Linked DNA regions of Triticum aestivum: region 1 is linked to region 2. A link is a contact called in public Hi-C data. All regions are on one chromosome and are shown on one strand. The core of a region is the stretch at or near the end of the contact, and the rest is flanking DNA. Distances in the headings are between cores, read along the strand shown. Region 1 holds the start of LOC123105424 (DNA-binding protein SMUBP-2). Region 2 holds the start of LOC123105423 (rRNA-processing protein efg1).

The links. Hi-C and Micro-C count contacts between places; a contact is called where the count stands out from the background.
Region 1: a contact with region 2 is called in a Hi-C map of leaf, with 8 times the contacts expected there. The contact joins the promoter of LOC123105424 here to the promoter of LOC123105423 in region 2. A contact is called at or near these places in 2 of 5 Hi-C or Micro-C datasets (both in leaf) and 1 of 1 datasets of contacts at active chromatin or transcription factors (leaf).

The regions. Positions count from the first base shown.
Region 1 is chr5A:624,629,336-624,633,963 of IWGSC CS RefSeq v2.1, reverse strand. LOC123105424 (DNA-binding protein SMUBP-2) reads right to left here and starts at 3,026. Exons shown (of 15, transcript XM_044527483.1): 1 at 2,851-3,026; 2 at 2,666-2,758; 3 at 2,490-2,558; 4 at 2,042-2,131; 5 at 1,868-1,951; 6 at 1,552-1,716; 7 at 473-660; 8 at 231-303. The coding sequence starts at 2,973. LOC123105426 (lysine--tRNA ligase) reads left to right here and starts at 3,195. Exons shown (of 17, transcript XM_044527486.1): 1 at 3,195-3,382; 2 at 3,504-3,579; 3 at 3,713-3,790; 4 at 3,890-4,055; 5 at 4,135-4,228; 6 at 4,347-4,432. The coding sequence starts at 3,279.
Region 2 is chr5A:624,407,706-624,412,417 of IWGSC CS RefSeq v2.1, reverse strand. LOC123105423 (rRNA-processing protein efg1) reads right to left here and starts at 2,488. Exons shown (of 8, transcript XM_044527482.1): 1 at 2,211-2,488; 2 at 406-535; 3 at 186-298; 4 at 1-9. The coding sequence starts at 2,369.

The DNA.
Region 1 (4,628 bases), core at 1,777-4,276, 220 kb before region 2:
CCAAAATCTTTATTTGAATCATAAGTTGCATGTATGGTAGAGTGAAATAAAACATAACATGAATTCCCATAAAATCTCATATGAAGGCAAAGGTGGGTACACTTAACCATGTAGTGGATGCGTATTGAAGTTAAATGTGATCGAAAGCATAACTTATGAGCTAAAAAGGAATGTATCTTCATGGTTCCCCAGTACAAAAGCAAATTTTACAACTTAAACAGGGGTTTCACCTGTGCATCAAGAGCACTGTCCAACACTTGCGGTAGTAAACGGGCAGGATGCCCTAACCTCACCAATTTTGTTCTACAGAAAGAAATAATAAGGATATTTAAGTAACTTAGGGTTCAGATGATTAGGTCACTAGAATCCACTTTTTGTAAGGGCTACATATATGATTATAACATTTTCTCCACAGAAACTATGGGAAGAATGATGGAAGCAAAAAATATATGTTACACTTTTTTTTAGCAACCTGTACTGTGAGAGTCGCTCAACAATGTTATCGACAGCAATGTTGGAAGCAGCACAAGCAAGAATTTTCGCTCCACGCTTGACCTCCTGCAATATTATCTCAATGATGGTTGTTGTCTTCCCAGTTCCAGGAGGTCCATGAAGCAAAAAAGCATCCCTTGATCTGAGGGCCTTCGAGATAGCATCTTTCTACACAAGAAATATGTTACATTTCTCTATATTTCATAGAACAATTGACTTTGCATGCCTACAGTTGTAAATTTATAACAGATGTTTAATTTTATAATGCTTGCTGACACTGGTACATGAAGACAAGTGTAAAAAAATCAAAGGCATGTCATAAAAAGCAAAAAACATTCATTGCAATATTTTTGATTTAGTGTTAAACAAACGTGCCTACCCCAACTTGTTTGGGACTAAAGGCCCTGTTGTTGTTGTAGTGTTAAACAAATGTAACTACAGATCCAAACAAGGATGTTGAAAAAATTATATACTAGAACTAGATTGACCTGTGCGCTGCTTCAAGAGCACAAACAAACTATGTAAGAGAACCTATCAAGATGAGTTATCCAGTTTGCCCATCAGGAGGCATCAGCTACTTTAGTTCTCAAGTATAGCATAGATGTACAATAGTATTTCAATACTCCAACAATCAATTCACTAAAAGCTTTCTCTCTGGCACTCCTACAAGGCAGGTACCAAAGCCTAACAGCATTCTTTGTGGTGTTATGATGTGGAACATTACGAAATGCATCCCAGAGTTGCAAGTTGGGTCCCATTTGGGTGTGGGTCAGTTTGCAGCTTTCACCACAAGATTGATTATACAAAAAAACAGATTCCCTTCTTTATAATGATAAGGAACCAAATCATTGCCTCATATATGATTTACTTCATGTAATGCAATTAAGCATATGATAGCAACATTAGCAAATTAGATGTTAAACCTAACTGTTCTAGACTTCTCATGAACACCAGTAGGTCCTAATAGCATATTCTTTTTTATCTACTCAAATTGGGTGGGCCAGAACTGAAATGGAACATAGGCAGCAACACAGAAGATTTTTTTTTTTAAAGTCTAACCTGCGAGTCGTCCAAATTCTTATTAAATGGACTGAACTTCACGGCATCCTTGGAACGCATAGGTGAGTTCTCTCCAAATAACACAGGAACAAGGTTTGCGGAAGGTCCTGCTTGGATGCCCTTGCTAAGTTGAATTAATGCATCCTTCATCCTGCGGTAAGTAACCTACAAGAGGGATTAATAAACGGTATGATAATGCTGGTGTGCAAGTAAAAAATAATGGATCATGGATTAAAAAACAAAGAGGTGCTAGGTGAAAAATATGCTGTGCTTGTGAAATTCTAGACAGAAACCATGCGGATTTTTTTTGGAGTACCTCATTCGCAAGCTTCTCAAGACGGAGAGGGCTATTTAATCCATCTTCAGGAATATCATCAAAAACGACGGTAATGGAAGAATCCTGTTTGTTCAGACACAACACTGCAATCAGTATGCCTACTACAATGCAAAGACTTAGATAGCCAACAACCCTTGGTTCAGAGCAAGATACCTTCAAGCGATAAACTACACCTTGCCCAAGTGCAGGGGATCCAGCATCTGCTTTGTTTGGCTTGAGGGCAACCACGTCGTGCGTCCCAAACTAGAACAGCGGAGGGGAGGGGACATAAACAAGCAAGATCAGTGCAGCTAGCAAAAGAAACAGAGTGCTAACCCCAAAAAAGTCCCGGAGATGTGATTCGTAATGAACTTGACAAGTGCAACTATGCAAGTATTTGATTAGACATTTCAGCGATTAATAACATTGCATGCTCATGCATAGATAGATTACACTACTCAAGTGGCATAATAAAGGCATATAAGAGACGATTTGCACAGCATATGTACGACGGTAAGCGATCCAGACCACATTTTCAGCAATAGTTTCTAACCAGAGTTGCAGAAATCGTACCCTCGCAAGCAGCCAAACTGAGAAGAGGGGAAAGTACAAGCAAGCTCACCTTGTGAGGTGGAAGCACGTCGCCCTTGTTGGGCTGGAACTCCAGGAGCGTCTTCCCCATCAGCCCCGTCTACTCTACCCACGAAAGGTAACACAGAGCAAGCAAGATTAGCGCCAACCAAACCTGCGCACCACTCGAGTCAGCAATGGAGCCAGCCAAATTAACCTCCGACCTACCTGGGCGTCGGTGCACTTGAGGTTGGGCATGACGGACCCCCGCCTCTCCTTCCTCTTGGAGCTCGCCTCCGACTCCGCCGATATCTCCGCCGCCTGCGCACCAAGCCGCAGCAGCAGCTCATCATCGCAGCCCATTCCAACATCGAAACAACAGGGAGGGGAAGGGCCGGAGCCGGGGAGCAAACCTTCTCCAGGTCGATGAGGGGCGCCATGGAGGAGACGAACTCGTTGAGCGACATCATCTTCCCCGCCGCCGGCCCCTTGCCGGAGCCCCGGCCCCCGCCGCCGCCTCCTCTCCGCTCCTCCATGGCCGCCGCTCCTCGGATGACTTCGCCTAAGCCCAGCCGCCTCCGGTCCCACCCCACAGCAGGAGGAAAACAGAGAGAAGCGACGGAACGTGGGCTCGGCCCACTTACACCAGCCCGGCCCGTCAGAAAAACTTACGCGCACCAGGCCCATGCGGGCCCACCGCAGCAGCAGCGCAGGAGCCAAGCAACAACCCTAGCTAAAACCCCCTCGGCCCCCTCCGCCGCGCCTCCGCTTTGCTCTGCACTCCGCAATCCCATCCGTGTCTCCCCCTCCCCCTCGGCGAAACCCTAGCACCCGGCGCGGCATGGCGGACGGCGAGGGCGGCGCCGACGGCCTGGCGGAGAGGCTCGCGGGGGCGGAGATCGCCGCGGACGGTGGCGGCGGCGAGGAGCCGAGGGTCTCGAAGAAGTGCGCCCCCTTCCTCGCTTCTTCTTATTATCCTCCGTTTCGCGCGCGTCGTCGTCTGCTCTTGCTTGCTTGTTTGTTGTGCTCCGGCTCTTGATTGTTGGCTGTTGTTGTTGGCTTGCAGCGCCCAGAAGAAAGAGGAGAAGAGGAGGAAGCAGGAGGAGCAGCGCCGGCTCAAGGAGGAAGAGAAGAAGAACAAGGTGTGATGCTGACCCTTTTTTCTCTCGTGCTACTTTTCTGATGCAGTTCTGCGGCTGGGCTCTGAGAGAGAGCTCCCTTCTTGTTTGCTGAAACACTAATATCTCCGTGTGTTGTGTCTTTTAATTGTTGTAGGCGGCTGCTGCGGCGGCGGCCGGTGGAGCGCCCCAGCAGGCGGCTGCGGCGGCCGATGATGAGGACATGGATCCTACTGTATGTCATACTGGTGCCGCTTTCTTGCTGGCGTACTATTAGCTGAATTGCGTTCTTTCCCTTTGCGGGATGTTCTGACCAATGTGTTTCTTGCTGCAGCAATATTACGAGAACAGGCTCAGGACCCTTGATGCACTCAAGGCCGGGGGTGCCAACCCCTATCCGCATAAGTTCCTAGCTAGCATCTCTGTGCCTGGATATATTGAGAAATACAAGGGCCTTAATGAGGGGGAGAAGCTTGCTGATGTTACAGAGTGTCTAGCAGGTATATATTGTTCCATTGCCCTGGGGAGTATTATTTGAGATTAGACATGGTTTTGATCTGTGGCTTTTGTTTTTCAAAGGGAGGATCATGAACAAGAGAACATCATCTTCTAAGCTCTTATTTTATGATCTTTATGGTGATGGCGTGAAGGTTCAAGTAATGGCTGATGCCAGGTAAACTTTATGGTGTCTGTTTGGATGGCTTGCCACTTTTCAGCCTGTCTATTTTGCTATCAGTACCGATCTCATGAAATGTATAGACTTCCATTCTCACATTTTTACCCATTAATAGGACCTCGGAGTTGGAAGATACTGAATTCTCTAGTTTCCATTCTGGTGTGAAGCGAGGGGATATTGTTGGTATATGTGGAATTCCAGGTATGTTAGCTTTGCTTGCAACTTAATTGATTATAACATCCACATCCAAATTTTAACTTTGAAAGAACCATACCAGTTCTTGGCTTTTGAGTTTTCATGGTTGCTACTTAATCAGCTACTTAAACACGCTGCTGCATCGCCAGTTCAGTCATTTGTGTTTGCAGTCTGATTTCATACTTGGTTGGACAAACCTTGT
Region 2 (4,712 bases), core at 1,239-3,738:
TGGGAAAAACTGCACCACCAAAGATAAATAACCTTTAGATGAAAATTAAAGCAGGCTCAATGATTCTAGAACAAGTACCAGCCATGATGGAGACCGAGGATACTCCTTGGTCCTAAAGAAATATACTAAATCCCATGCCAAAAAAATGGTTCAGAAAGCAAGAGAAAGAACATCAGTGAGCTTACTCTAACATATTCAAGATCTTCTCGCAATGTTGCCAGCTTGTTGCTGGCCTCATCAGCATTTATCCGTTGCTGTTTGTCAAGACGCCTTATCATCCTCTCAATCTTTCGCCTCTCTGTGAAGTTAGAATACCCACATCAAGAAAATGATAAGTTCATACAGGCAGACACAGTCACAAAGGACACTAGAAACGAATACGAACAGAGATAAGAGACCACCGACCAAAAAACTTTATCTTTCTATCCCTCAACTGTATTGTTCGTTGCATGGCCTCTTGAGTCTGATTCTCTTGCCGTTTCTTTAGTTCTTCCAATTTCTTCTCTTGAGCCACCCTCATGTCATTAGGAAGGTCCTGTAGATAAAATATGAAACATCTCAATACAGGGCTCAAATGTATGAAGGGCTAAGGCTAAGATGTGTTCTGCAAAATGGCACCAGATACATATGAAGAGGCCCCAAGTCTGCCAGAACTTGTCATTTTGGAAAAGCTTTGAGCATGTATTCTTTAATTTGGATTAGTGTGAATCAAAACATATGTATGTACATTAGACATCGTGCATGCCAGGTCTGGAAACATGGATATGGCCCAAAACCAGTGTATCAGGCCCAGATACTCGGATACATTCAGATATGCACAAATATGTATCTCATACGTGTCAAAGGAATTTCTATTTTTCCAAAAAAAAAAAACTGGGATACCTTTCCAGAATACGTAAAAACCCTACACTCCATCCATATACAGAACACCCCGCTGGCCCCCATGCCCACCAGAGAGCCGCCGCACTGGCCCTACCTGATCACCGCCACACCAGCAAGGATGAAGAAGGCCAGCCTCCGGTGCTCCCTCCCCGCATCTGAGAACCATCACTGATTCCACCATTTTGAGCTCCGGCACCCCTAATCCCTCCCCCTTGACCTAAGCGCCTCCAGCCCTCCACGCGAGGAAGGAGGCCAGCCTCCAGTGCTCCCTCTCCGCCCATCTGTCGCTGCACTGGAGAAAAAAGAGCTAGCCACTGCGCCACCCAACGGGTTTGAGCGCCGCCTTTTTCTCCTTCATTTACTCCCAGGCTCCGACCAGATAGACAACATTTTTCTTGGCCATGGTCAGTTGAGACTTGACCCTTTCAGTTCTTTGCCTGCTGAAGTTGGTCTTCTCATTGTCTAATGTTGTATATGCCTCGCGCTGTTTTAGGATGTGCCGGAAAATATATATATGTAACAGGCCTTTGTGGAATCACGTGGACGTCTTAGAAGGAGGTGCAGGAGGTGGAGGAATTGCACGATTCAGATGCAAGTATTGTACTCAGGAATACAAAGGAAGCTACAACAGAGTCAAAGTGCATTTGCTTGATTTCCAATAAGGGGGGCAGATCATGCCCAAACGTGACAGGGCATACTCTTTGGCGGCTTCAGATTGAAGTTGCAGTGGCAGAAGAAAACTAAGATCATATTTACACTGCATTTTCATGTTTCTATCACCTTATTAGTATTCCTAAACTGTCCTGTTTTATCTGCACTTCTGAATAAATAAACTGCTAAGCTTGTTATTCAGAAAATTAGGGCGACCTGCTAAGCTAGGATAAATAAACCGCTCATCATTGATCTAGAGTCCAAGACTGTACTCCCAAATAGAGAACAGCAATCACATGTTATTCCTGAAAATTTTCAGATGTATCTAGCTAAGGCTTCCTACACAGCATCAGATAATACGGTTTTGAAGCAACATTGGACATATACCAGTACCAAAGCAAGCATCATCAAGCCAGCTACAGCACTAACCCTCTTGAAAGTTGAAACCCTTAGAGCTGGCACTAAACACAGCCAACCGCAAGCAAAATGAGGCACCAGAGAACCATCAATGACTGCAATCCCTACACTAGCAACTGGCAATCGACACTAATCGAGCCATATTTTTAATCAACGAAGCCCAAGCAAGCACTGCTGGACTCATAACAAGCATCACCAGTCCACAAGACGCGGCTGCTGGAAGGTAGCCAGCCACAGGCGGGCGGGGAGAGCCCCAGTACCTTGCGGAGGAGGCGCTCGGTGGAGCGGATCTGGTTCTTGAGCGTAGCGGTCTTGAAGGTGGCGGCGCGCTTCCGCTTCCGGTCGGGGGCGGGGGCAGACGCCGAAGGCTTGGGGCGGCGTGCGGCCGGGGCGCGGCGGGGCTGGCCGCCGTGCGCCATGGCCGGAACCCTAGGGCGGAAGAGGAGGAAGGGGTCGTCGCTTGTGCGTGGCGTGCGGGGTGACGTCTGAATGGCCCTGGGGTTCCTCGGTTGGGTTGGGCCGGCTCGGTCTTAACTCTCGAGCGTTTTGCCCGCCCATGTACAGTACAATGCTCGGCCTGCCATGCGCAGATGCGCTTCAGCGTTGCCGTCACCGGCCGGGCTGTCAGTGACCCACAACTGTTCTTATTTTGTTCGTGTGGTGACCTAGAACTGTTGGTAGTACTCAAATGGTGACACGTCAGCTGCCTGAAATCTTTTCCTTATCTGGTGATCTTTGTCAACAAAGAGCTTGTGCTTGGCAGAGTACCATGGGGCTCTTCGGATAGGAGCCCTCGTCTGCCCAGCCAAAATATTAACGTTGACTTGAGACTTTACGTCTTTTCTCGATGGATTTCAAAGTTTTGGCATGTCAACTTATTTCAGTTTTTCCCCTCTATTTTTCGTCAATTCACTAGAGAGACGAGGTGGCCGAATTGCCCGTCAATATTTTTTGGTGCGCCCATGATTTGGCAGCTTGGGTAAGAACCAAACAACCCCATGTGTTACATATTTTGAGACTTGGTTAGGTGTGGGAATGGTTGTCTGGGAGATACAATGTTTGTAGGTAATGCTTCATCAACTTGGCAGGTGATCACCTACGGTCTAGAGGTCTTGAAGAATGGGCTGATTTCGAGGGTCGGCAATGGTCGGAGCATTCATATTTGGAGCGATCCATGATTGCCGAGTCCCCCGTCATACAAACCCATGTCACCCCAAGGAAGATACAGGATGTGTCGGGTCTCTGAATTGCTCACAGGCCGAGGCACTTGGAATCAAGATCTAATTCATCAACACTTCCTCACTAGCCGAGTCCCTCGTCGTCCTCTCCACATCCTCCTCATCAATGTTAACCCGGGTACAGAAAGAGTATGTGACCTTACTATTCCATTGGAGTGAAGGTATCTTCTTTTTACGGAAGTCTCTCCCATATGGTAACCTTCCCCTTCGATTGTTTTGGCGAATCGTCATGTCAAGGTTAGTGCTCAGTGTCCAACTTGTGAATGTGGGGTTGAGGATACTAAACATTACCATCTTCCCATGTCCGAGGGGGGAGGAAGTTTTGGAAATGTGATCGGATGAGATCATCCATACATGTTTACATTACCATTTTCCTATGTCCGAGGGAAAAGGAAGTTTTAGAAATGTGAGCGGATGAGGTCATCGATACATAAACAGTGTGTTACAGTGGATAGAGCGGTGCAAGCCTGTCTTAGACTCTGGAGCCCCATATTCATTGCCTAAGGGCCTGTTCTGATCTCCTCCAGCTTCTATCTTCTCAAAATCCTCGAGTGAAGCAGTACCGAACGGTTTAGCTCATAGAAGCTGGAAACGAGAAGCCGAGGGATCCCATAGTGCAAAAATGAGAAGCAACGAAAGCCCAGCTCCACCGAAAGGAAAAGCGAGAGTTGGATGATATTACCGACGATCTGCCACCGCTAAAGAAAACGATTTGCTGGTTCCTCGTAAGAAAAACGATTTGGTACACAATCTCTCTTCTCTCCCTCGAAATGGGCTGCATCCAGCGGCCCAACGCACTCCTAACAGGCCACTGCCCTCCAGCTGGGCTGCAGCTCCGCGAGAAGCTGTCGCTGGCTCCCGAACGTTCCTGGGTTCGCTACTTGGAGTGAGAAGCGAGGAGGAGAAGTTGATTCCCCGGAGTTCTGTGAAGCTGGGTCATTGCCGAACACGCCCTAAGTGTCTCTTGTTTTCGGACATGTTGGGTTGCGGCAAATGGTGGCAGTCGCGACATGGTACATGTAGTGGGATAGAAGGCAGAACGTACGTGGCGAGACGGTGCAAGTTCCAACGTGTTTGCAACAGCGATTATTACCCTTACCATCAATTTCTGGAAAACTGAATCCAAAGAAGGATGGATTAAGCACATGTTTTTTCTAACGGAGGCCGAATGCTTTGCGCGGCGCAACAGGAGCGGATCCTAAGGGGTTGAAACGAGGTTTCATTTTAGGCCTCTTTTGGTTCATAGGATAAGATTATCATAGGAATAGGAATCTTGTAGGAAATGAGATGACATGTATCTCAAATCATATGAGTAGGAATAGAAAACAAGATGTCATTTGGTTGACACCAAAGGAATTTTTCCATTGAGTCTAGGCTCTTTTTTATTTTCCTATAAAATGTGAAGGATAGGAACCAATCCTACGTAGGAATAGGAATCCATTCCTATGAACCAAAGGGCTCTAACGGAAAAAATCCTATAAGAATCCTATCCTCTAGAATTCTTATGAAATTCCTCCAAACCAA